2 separate regions of the Capsicum annuum genome follow, and region 1 is linked to region 2. A link is a contact called in public Hi-C data. All regions are on one chromosome and are shown on one strand. Each heading gives the region's core, a stretch centred on a gene start, on an enhancer-like site or on the middle of the called end of the contact. The rest is flanking DNA. Distances are from core to core; before and after follow the strand shown.

Region 1 (6,013 bases), core at 3,457-5,956, 430 kb after region 2:
AATAGAATTATGTCAATCCCTGATGCTTCTTTTGCATTGTCTGCTTTCTATTAACTAAATTTCCGCCTAATACTGAAGGGTCAACTAATGGCAATCTTCTACCATTTAGAGAATTCAACCATTGTGATGTATGTCCTGTTGTTCTTTTCTATTGCCTACCTGGTGGTATTATACAAAAGCCAGACACAACCTCTTAACCGGTGACATCTCAAACCAAAATCTACCCTTTCCTCGAACAATGTTACGACCATATATACACACTCTAGTAGTTGCCAATCAACATGGTGTTACAAGCTCGAGAACTTCACTAATGTTGTAAAAGCGATTGCAAGAATTCTGCCCATGCTACTAGTTCCATACAATAATTCAACAAGAACCAGGTTACATGTCCCACCCATTTTGTTTCAAATTTGTATTTCCTGCTCTCTCAATGTGATCTTCAAGCTTGTTTTTTCACGAGTAGCATATGTTTGCTCTCTGTTTATGAGCCAACAGTTTTCTCCATATGTATTTCCCCCGCTAATGCTCAAGTCCCTCATATTCCAAATTATGATTCTCGACTTTGTTTTCATCCATCCAGTAATAATCTTGCTTTGCATCTCTTCCCCATTCTCCTGGTTGACATGGAATTCTAGCTTGTTGAGCTCTCTTTATCCATTTTGGCCTAGAGTTTCTTGGATTGCCATCTTGGCCGTATACAAAACAAAAGAGAGCCCTACAGATTATGGTTCTCCCCAAAAGACACCTAATGCTCTATACTAGTAGGCTATGTTGCTTGGAATATTCAAAAATGTCAATGGGTGCATGTCGGATACTCCTAAAGTAGTGTATTTTTGGAGTCAAAAGTGAAGAGTCCGCGCAACTTAGCTATTAGGAGTTACGTGGTGCACCAAAAAGAAAACAAGGGAACAAAGATTACCGAATTGACCAGAACTCATCTCCTCTCCTTTAAAATCTCTCCTATTGCTCTCTCTAAATGAGTCACATAGTATAACCTGGTGACCACAAAACATTACCTCCTTCGAAGATCTTGGCATTATCCTAGAAACGCCAAACCATTTAAAGGTATCCCACCATAACCTCGATGCCTCTAGCCTTTGGGTGACGCATACAGATCTTAAGAAAGAATTTCGTTCTTTGTCCTTTGTTGTGAAGAAGGATTTTGGGCTTAACTCAACCTCAAAGTATAGCTTGTGAGCCAATACCATGCAAGGAAACAACAATCTATTCCTTCAACAAACATGGGACTCTCGACTGTTGTCAAAATGTCTGACACTTGCCAATGCCATCCCCAAAAGCCTTCAAAGTTAGCATCCAGCAGCTGACTTTAATATATGATTTTCAAACCCAACATGATGTCTCCATCTCCATTAGGCGTGACTGACACACGTGGTTGACCTTGTCCTCCGAGTATGCTAGTAATGGGACTTTGTTGCATATCTCAATGAGAAAACTTTCTCGAAGCTATTCTTCCCTTCCAGGCTTAACTCCCTTTTTAAAGAGCAATGGTCCCTGCTCTTTAAAGGTAGGTTGGGTAGGATTGTTGTCTTGCTTTTTGAGGGTTTAGGCTTGTTGGTGTTTGTCGTTGTATTAGCCGTAGTATTGTAGTGCCTGCTTGTGATATCTATCCTTGTCTGTTTTTTCTTCTGTTTTGACTACCACACTATTTTTTGTTGTTTTTGTTTCCTTCTTTCAGATCTTCATTACATTTAAGTTTGTTGTGTATTCGTTTAAGCAAATTAAATTAAGTATTTAATTATTATTTAAGTAGCTTTTCTGATTATTCTAAAATAGGATTTATGTTTCATAGTTCCCTAAGGATTAAATTTAGCTATAGTTATTAGTTTAGAATAGGATTTGTGTTTCCTATTTCACAAGATTAGACTTCCTATTGCTGTAATAAGACTCCTATTTAAAGGGGTTTCTGAGGAATAAATCAGTAAGTCGAATTTCAGCAAAAAACAAGAGATCACAGTTCTCTCTTCCATTGAAAGGTTTCATTCCCCCTTTAACTAGCTGATGTTATATACAAAATAGGTTAGATCTAGGAATTCGAACAAAGGCAGGGGAAAGTAGAAGTCAATTGATTTAGACTTTTCGGTTGTCGTTCTGTGATTCGATCATTCTCTAAAAATCCGAACAAAGTTGTTCATTCCTTCAAAATAATCTTTATCGAGAAAGCTCATTAGGCTCATAATTCTTTTTCACGCACATTTGTTGAGACTTTTGTTGCATACATTAGTCATTTTTGAAAAGTGTTTCTTGTACTCTCAAGCAGCAAGTACTATTGGAGTTGGCAAATGATCCAAAGCTTGTCTACCATTGTGGGTTGACACCAAGGAAGCTGCCAGTATGATTTCTGCAACCTTAAATGTATTTTGATTTGTGAGTGCCTAATAGCTAGTGGCTTTGCTTGATTCTGAAGAATTATGTTTATTTTCAGGAACTTGTGGAGAACAATCCTGTTATTGCAGTTGAAGTTCTGGTTAAGCTGGTCAATTCGCCGGAGATTGCAGAGTATGTCTCTGTTTCTTGTTCCCTTGTTCATTGATTAGCATACCTGATACCCTTGTGATGTATGCACACCAAGTGTCGGGTAGTTTATTCAAACCATCTTTGTTGGAAGTTGCAGAACTAGCATTCTGTGTTTTGTTTGGATTTTTGCACCGAATTCCACACATTCTGATATTCTGCACTTTATTTGTGGTTGCAGATATTTTACAGTTCTTGTTAATATGGAGATGAGTCTTCATTCTATGGAAGTTGTTAACAGGCTCACTCAAGCAGTTGAATTGCCAACTGAATTTATACATATGTACATCACCAATTGTATATCTTCCTGTGAGAATATTAAGGTCCTCTATCTGCGTAACTTCTTTCTTATTAATTGAAACTTTCACTCAATCTATTTGGCTGGCAATTATTATGTCCTTTAGAGTGTGACTTAATCAAACTCTTTTCTGATCATGAGTTGCTTGGGTCACCATGCTATTCTTGAGTTAGTTTCTCACCCATATTTTGCACCTCAATTTCAGGTTAGTGTTTTGGTAGACACATTTCTGTAGGTTCTTTGATGACTTTCTATCATAAAACATGTTCTAAGGGGTGAAATACTGCTAATGTGGGTAAACAGTGTAATCGTTGCCTGCAACTATCCTGTTTCTGAAGATTGTAATGGCCTTTGTGTCTCATTTTGTTTCAATCATGTAGTTCTTTTTGTTATAGCTGGTATAGAGCAGATGTCAGTGAACTGATGTTTAATATCATTGGATGTGAATCTGTTATACTGTATTCTTCTGTCATATTAGTTGGTGGCAATGACTCTAATGCATACATGGGAGATGTAATGGTGGAAGAGACGAAGAGACAGACTCTCATTGCCTCTGAAGATTTCAGAAGACCTACAAAATAGTTCTTCTAAATTAGGAAGGAGAGGATCTGCGACATATGAATTGAGTGTTAACAACACACATTGATTTCCTTCTACTAGCATAATTAGAATCTATGATGTTATGATCATTGGTTGCGTTATTACATACTCCACTTTTCCAAAATTTCAGGATAGATATATGCAAAACCGACTTGTAAGACTTGTCTGTGTTTTCCTTCAGAGCTTGATCCGGAATAAGATCATTAATGGTAAGTGTCTATTATCATCACTTCAGTGTTACAGGACTTGATAAATAGATAGAAAAGCTACATATATTGCATACCGTTTATAATGAGTAGTTTGAGAACCCAACAATAAATGAACAACCAACTGGGGCGTGAGTGCCAGTCTATCTGTGGGGTTGCAACGGAGGATGACTGGGATAGTAATTACGAGAGGCTAGTTGCATCAAAGCAACAACCTTTAATGCCTGGGTTAATTTGCTGTTCTCACCGAAATCTGGTACATCAGCTTGCAGCAACTTTCTGAGCCTAGTCTTGGTAAACTGCTGTTAAGTGCAAAATGTGTGGACTGTATGGTTTGACCAAGCTTTTATCCATTTCGTAGTGCACCCTGCTTCAAATCTGTTCTTTCAATCTATTTTAGTGTTATTCACTAGTGTATATTTGCATTTTATTTGGTGAAATAGCTGGTTCCTAGTTCTTTGTTTGGCTTTTTAAAGGACAACATAAATCTGAGATACCAGGTAAGCTGAAATAATATACTTGTTGGCCAAGCACTAAACTGCCTCTTGTTCATTGCAGTCCATGATCTCTTCATTGAAGTACAAGCATTTTGTATCGAGTTCTCAAGGATTAGAGAGGCAGCGGGGCTGTTTAGGCTTCTGAAGACATTGGAGTAGATGCTGCCTCGTTCACCCCATTCCTCCGATGAAAGTTTTCTTTGATGTAGCATGTGTACATGTGTTTTTATTTATCTTTTGTTCTGATTCCGTTCTTCCAAGTAGTTAGCACCCAATTCGGGGTCATTGTATCCTTGGATCAGCAAAGTTATAATTATAAAGTTTATTTCACAGTTAGTACATTCATTTTCCCAAATCCTAAAAATGGAACAATAGAAGAATGGTTTTATTCTTGTCAATCATGGACCATGCTTTTATGGTCATTCTTGTAATACAAGCTTTGCATTAGAAATGCATGAAAGTTGGTGGAGGTCAGGATATACTCGTCGTGCACCTAATTTCAATTCAATAAGCTAAAGGAAAATATAAGTAAAAAAAAATAAAATTATGATGGAAGATGTTCCAAAAACGAAAGACAGCTCGCTTATGCCGAAGATTCTAAAGATTTACCAGTATTTTACTGGTCGAGTTGCTAAAGATTTACCAGTATTTTACTGGTTGAGTTGCTGGAAATCAACTTTTGTACTATCCTAATAGCCAGAACTTGTGGAGCTAGAAATTTTGGGCATATCCAAATAATTGTCCTCGTATGATGAAAGGTTCTGTCGCAACAGTTGCATGTATATTAACAATCCTTTTCACTATTAACTATCCTTTTTCATGATGCGTATGCTCGAAGTTCAATCTTGTCCTATATATATATTTTTTTTTTTAGGAAAAAGGGTCAAAAATACCCCTTAATTTTAAAAAATTGGCTAACTTAACCCTCCGTCATACTATTGGGTCAAATATACCCTCGCTGTTAACAAAGTTGTCATCTATACCCCTAAAATGGATGAAAAAACCCACATCAACTAAAATTATTCAATTTTGAAAAAAAAAAAAACATCCACCCAAATTTGACCTGCTCCGACCCAACCTATCTAACTTATAACCCAAACAACCTCCCAATGAAACTGTGCTCTTGCTGTTCCTCTCCCGCTTCCTCCCATCTCCGGTCCTTCAACCTTTTCTTCCTCTCCACTTTCTACCCTTTACATTTCTTTAAAGTTGAATGCGGCAATTGCATCAGTGGTGGCATCGAACGTGTTCACCAAACTTGTTTGCTGATTAGAAAGCAACCTACAGCTTAAGAACGTATTGAGTTTTCATTGCGATACAATTAGTTATGATATTGAATAGCACTGTGCCTACTAAAAATCAGCATTATGGATAATTTTTAAATTGTAAGCATAGTCCACTGCTGAAATTTCATCAGCTGTAGACCAAAACAATGTCCAATCTAGACAATAGAAAGATATTACAGGCGAAACAAAAATGCATGGGTTCCAAATAGATTATAGTGAAGCTAAAATCCCATCTGACAATTCTCATGGGCATACTAACACCAAGAAGTGATACATATCCTTCATCTTTATTAGTTAAGAATACCATCACTAGAATGATCAATAATCCCTTATAGATCTATGATGGCCTACTTATGAAGTGGAAAACATGTTTTCAACAATACGACATGGACTCGTCTTTTTTTTTTTTGCTGATTTATTTGTATTTCTCCTAATTGCAACAATGACAAAATCAAATGGACTAATATCAACTATCACGCTTTTGCATTGATTAGTTTTTCCAAAAGTTTGAAACTTTGTATATAGAGGAAATTAGAACAAAAATATTAGAGATGCTAAGGGGACTTGAGAAATGAGTTAAAGAGCTACAATGAG
Region 2 (5,326 bases), core at 1,237-3,736:
AATAAGTGAAATCTCATGTAAGACATCAAGTTATTCAAAACATCAAGAGTTAACTTATCATTTTATATCTATTTTATCTTTTTAATTAAATATTATTTATTTATTTAATACTTAGATGACTTATAATAATTAATTAGAGGTGATATTTAGTAAATTATGATTAAAGCAGCTGAAAAAAACATGTCATAAATGTCTATTCTATTGTTTTATTAGATATTATTAATTTTTTGATATATAAATAATTTATAATAATTACTTAGGAATGATATAGTAAAATCACGGAGCAAACAGCTGAAGTTGACAGGTCGACGGAGAGCTACTTTAAATACTTAGATACTTATAATAATTAATTAGGGAAGATATTTAGTAAAATTACAGTTAAAGCAGTTGAACCAGACATGTCATAAATGTCTATTTTACCTTTTTATTAAATATTATTAATTTTTTAATATATAAATTATTTATAATAATTAATAAAAAATGATATAATAGAAAGTAAAATTACGATTGAAGCAACTGAAATAGACATGTCATAAATGTCTATTTTTTTAAAATTATATATTATTATTTTTAATATATAAATGACTTATATAATTAATTAGGGGCAATATAATAAAATTACGATTGAAGAAATTGAAGCAGACAACATAAGCAGGCATATCAAAATTTTCTCTTCTATATATTAGGGGAAAAAATTAAATTAGGTGAAATTGTAGTAACAAATAAGAAAGAAAGTAAATTATATGTTTGATATGAAATTAAATAAAGAATAAAATTTATTTAATTCTATCAATAATTATTTTTTATAATAAATTATCATCTTACTAATCAATTTACTTAAATATAATATATTTTAAACAATTTTATACAATAAAAAGATAAATAAAAATAAAAAATAAATGAAAAATGGAGGGCCCACATGTGTGTAAATATATGCAAGGCCACTTATGATGGTATTATTGTAAATTCTTTACTTAGCATTGTTGGTAATTAAAGAGAAAAAAATAGGCTTTTATTAAAACTTTTGATGAGGTTTCAAAAAATAAAGAACAAAAAATTATCAATTTGAGCTTAGAACTTATTTTAAACACCTTAATACGCTTACTATTGAATTTAAAGACAAAAAGGTGACATGTTGAAACCTTCACTTCTAAATTTTTTTTATTAGATATTATTAATTTTTTTAATATATAAATAATTTATAATAATTACTTAGAAATGATATAATAAAATTACGAAGCAAACAGCTAAAACTGACAGGTCGACGAAGAGCTACTTTAAATACTTAGATGACTTATAATAATTAATTAGGGAAGATATTTAGTAAAATTATGATTAAAGCAGCTGAAGCAGACATGTCATAAATGTCTATTTTATTTTTTATTAAATATTGTTAATTTTTAATATATAAATAATTTATAATAATTAATAAAAATGATATAGAAAGTAAAATTATGATTGAAGCAACTGAAATAGACATGTCATAAATGTCTATTTTTTTAAAAATTAAATATTGTTATTTTTAATATATAAATGACTTATAATAATTAATTTGGGGCAATATAATAAAATCACGATTGAAGAAATTGAAGCAGACAACATAAGCAGGCATATTGAAAAAAATTAAATTAGGTGAAATTATAGTAACAAATAAGAACGAAAGTAAATTATATGTTTGATATGAAATTAAATAAAGAATAAAATTTATTTAATTGTATCAATAATTAATTTTTACAATAAATTATCATCTTACTAATCAATTTACTTAAATATAATATATTTGAAATAATTTTATACAATAAAAAGATAAATAAAAATAAAAAATAAATGGAAGATGGAGGGCCACGTGTGTGGAAATATGTGCAAGGCCATATATGATGGCATTACTGTAAATTCATTACTTGACATTGTTGGTAATTAAAGAAAAAAATGAGTTTTTATTAAAACTTTTGATTAGGTTAAAAAAAATAAAGAACAAAAAATTATCAATTTGAGCTTAGAACTTATTTTAAAAACCTTTATGATAAATTATCATCTTACTAATCAATTTACTTAAATATAATATATTTAAAACAATTTTATACAATAAGAAGATAAATAAAAATAAAAAATAAATGGAAGATAGAGGTCCCATGTGTGTGGAAATATATGCAAGACAACATATGATGGCATTATTATAAATTCTTTCCTACACATTATTGGTAATTAAAGAGAAAAGAATGGACTTTTATTAAAAAAATTTATGAGGTTCAAAAAATAAAGAACAAAAAATTATTAATTTATGCTTTAAACCTTCATACATTGAAGCAAAAAATCTCTTGTCCCTCTTATAAATACTTACATGTCAAATCCATACATTAACTATGATAAATTATATATATTTAGACCTTAATATCCTCAATATTAAATTTAAAGACAAAAAGGTGACATATTGAAACCTTCACTTCTAATATACAGAAAAACAAAGTAAAACGTATAATTCAGCTAACGAGGGAAACAAAAGAAAGAAAAAGGTGAAGGTATAATTTTGAAAATTATTTGGCAGGTCCTTATAGTTTCATAAGCTAAATTGGAATATAATTTTATTGTTTTGGTAGGGCAATATGTTCATTTCATAACTTTGACGTCATATATTTGGGGGAAGAGAAAGCCAGATTTAATAAGTTATCCCCTCAGAGACCCCCGCATGTATCTTTTTCCGGTCCTCGATGACAAGTTAACAGAATTAGCTGGCCAATAATTCAAGAACCCCTTCAAATTCAATCTCAGGTTTTACCTTAATTCAAAACACAACTATTATTACATTTTTATCATCTGGGGATCATTAAATCAACTAAATTCTAATTGGATCTTGTCCAAAAAGTTCAATTTTTATGTGTATATAGGCCATATATATGGTGTAGAAGTTAAAGTGTGTGTGTCTTTGTTTTGTTTTGTTAATTGGAAAATTCTTGAATTAGGGAGTCTGGGTTTTGCAAACACTGTATCCCCTATGTGGTTGAATCAACATGATTTTGAGAATATTTTTCTATTGATTTTGATGGTTACAAGTTCTATTTATTTCTTGGAAACCCAATTAAATTTTTTATTTTATTGAGGACAGAGATGAAATGGGTAGAGTTGCTTTATTGATTACCTATAGGTAATTGGTTTGAGGCGTGGTAACAGTCTCTTTGCTTAAATCCATGTTCCCTCCCAGTGGCGGATTTAATATTTTCACTAAGGAGGTTCTGAAAAAAATGTAGTGCTTGCGGTTTGAACTTGGAAGTTCAAGGTGATTTTTGAACCCCCTAAATTACTGAGATAATCTCTAGTTTTGAGTTTAGGGGGTTCGAGGTCTATGTATGTACACCAAAAAGAAAAAAAATACGATACATATACCCTATAATTTTTTGGCTAGCGAGGGAGTTCGGGTGAACACCCTTGCCCCCTCCTAGATCCGCGCCTGTTTCCACCCCTCTCCTCACCCTGCTCTGGTCAGATTAGCACTTGGTGCATGGGAAAGCTCTTTTGATGTGGGAGAGGTTGTGGAAATATTAGGAGTATTTATGCATTAAAAGGAAGATTATTTGTGTATCTTCCTATTTTTTTTCTTTTCTGTTAGTAGCTGACATAGCTCATGTGGGCGATACGTATCTCCTCTCCTTGTAACAGAATTAGTTTATTTGTTTCATATTTATGGAGCAATCATTTATTCCTTCTTCTCTCTATTGGCTTCTCTCTAACCAGCTTCATCACTTTGAATGTCTGAGGATTTGAATGCGTTCTGGTCATTTAGATTGAAAGTCATTATGGTTTCAGAGTAATGGTAATGGGAGTAAGCTCAACTTTTAGATCTGAGAAGTTGTAATTGATGCTCGAAGCTCATCCAACTATGGGCGATGCTGCAACCGTTGTAGTTGATCACAATCATCTGATGTGTCTACAACCTTTAGACACCCCTGGAGTCGTGCTGATATCGATAAAGCTAACAGCTAACTGGGCTAGAAAAAATATGTGCTATGGAGCAGATCGATGCAAATAACTCTTTTGGTGAATAACAAGTTAGGTTTCATGGATGGATCCTGCCTTGGAAGTTCATATAAGGGAGATTTGGCATGCAGTGAAGGCAATGCTATGCTGTAGTGTTATTGTGGATCAACAGTACAGTCTATCCAGTGTTTGTGTCAAGCATAGTTTATTCTTCAAATGTGAAGAAGGTTTGGGATGAATTCAAAGAGAGGTTCGACATATCAATTCTAACTAGGATTTATCATTTGTGGACTGAAATTGGATTTCTGATACAGGGTACAAGTTCTATAGCTACTTATTATGCAAAGATGAAAGATCCTTGGGATGAACTAGATATATAGTCATTTAGATTTAATTTAACTATGATATAAGTCACATATAAGGTCTTAAGATCAAATAATGAGGAGTTTTTCAACTTAAAATGTTCTGAATCATTGATGTCATGTGGAATTATACATCAAAGTAGTTGACCTTATACCCCTCAACTAAAAGGAGCAGTTGAGAGGAGACAAATATACGTGAAGTAGCTAGAGAATTTAATTTCTAGGTTTTGTGAAATAGATTTCAGGGAGACTCTGTTTCTGATAAATAGGTCGGTAACAATAGTCCTATAGGGTAGACCGTATAAATTAATGTTTTGGAAGATACCACAATTGAGACATTTAAGGGTGTTTGGATGCTTGTGCTTTGCCAACAACTTTTCTGAAGGAGATAAGTTCACTAAGGGAAAAGAAAACTATCTCTATTGGATATTCTAAAACTCAAAAGGGATACAAGTTATATGATTTGGTGACAAGGGAGTTCCTGATGAGTAAAGATGTTCATCTCTGGGAAGCATATATTTCTTTTTCAAGGTGTAATTAAAAGATTGGATGCTATAAGAAGGACTTTATGTGGAAAGGCAGTGAAGATACCTTGCAAATGGGCGGAATTGACAGTGTGCAAGAAGGAAGGAGGTTTGGGCATTAGAAATCTGAAGCAGCAGAATCAGAGCTTGATGATGAAGTGGCTTTTAAAATTTGCAAATGAGCACAACCTAATATGGAAGGATGTTGTCATGGTGAAGTATGGTATGGAAGATAATTGGATGACAAAAATGGTAACAATGCCCTATAGTTGTACAGTTTGGAGAGCCATCAGAAACCTATGGCCATTAATGCATTCCAATATCAACATCAAGGTGGGTAATGACCTGAAACATGACAAATGGACTGGGAACAGGCCACTGAAGCAAGATTATCCTGTGCTATACACTTTGTGCCAGCAATAACAAGCAACTGTAGCAGATATGTGGACTGCACAAGCTTGGAACTTG

Evidence for each region. Hi-C and Micro-C count contacts between places; a contact is called where the count stands out from the background.
Region 1: a Hi-C map of bud shows a contact between it and region 2, with 3 times the contacts expected there. The contact joins the enhancer-like site here to the promoter of LOC107870821 in region 2. A contact is called at or near these places in 3 of 5 Hi-C or Micro-C datasets (bud, pericarp and placenta).

What each region holds. Positions count from the first base shown.
Region 1 is chr5:58,971,310-58,977,322 of UCD10Xv1.1, forward strand. It overlaps LOC107870711 (CCR4-NOT transcription complex subunit 11), which reads left to right. Exons shown (of 12, transcript XM_016717321.2): 8 at 2,279-2,350; 9 at 2,444-2,517; 10 at 2,714-2,855; 11 at 3,561-3,639; 12 at 4,195-4,531. The coding sequence ends at 4,292. Among protein-coding and RNA genes, the nearest start is that of LOC107870711, 26 kb to the left of the region's middle. Within about 2 kb of position 4,707, at least 2 of the 5 cell types and tissues checked have an H3K27ac peak or open chromatin away from gene starts, as enhancers often do. A contact at or near this core is called in bud, where this site is marked.
Region 2 is chr5:58,546,800-58,552,125 of UCD10Xv1.1, forward strand. LOC107870821 (F-box/FBD/LRR-repeat protein At1g13570) reads left to right here and starts at 2,487. Exons shown (of 4, transcript XM_016717485.2): 1 at 2,487-2,769.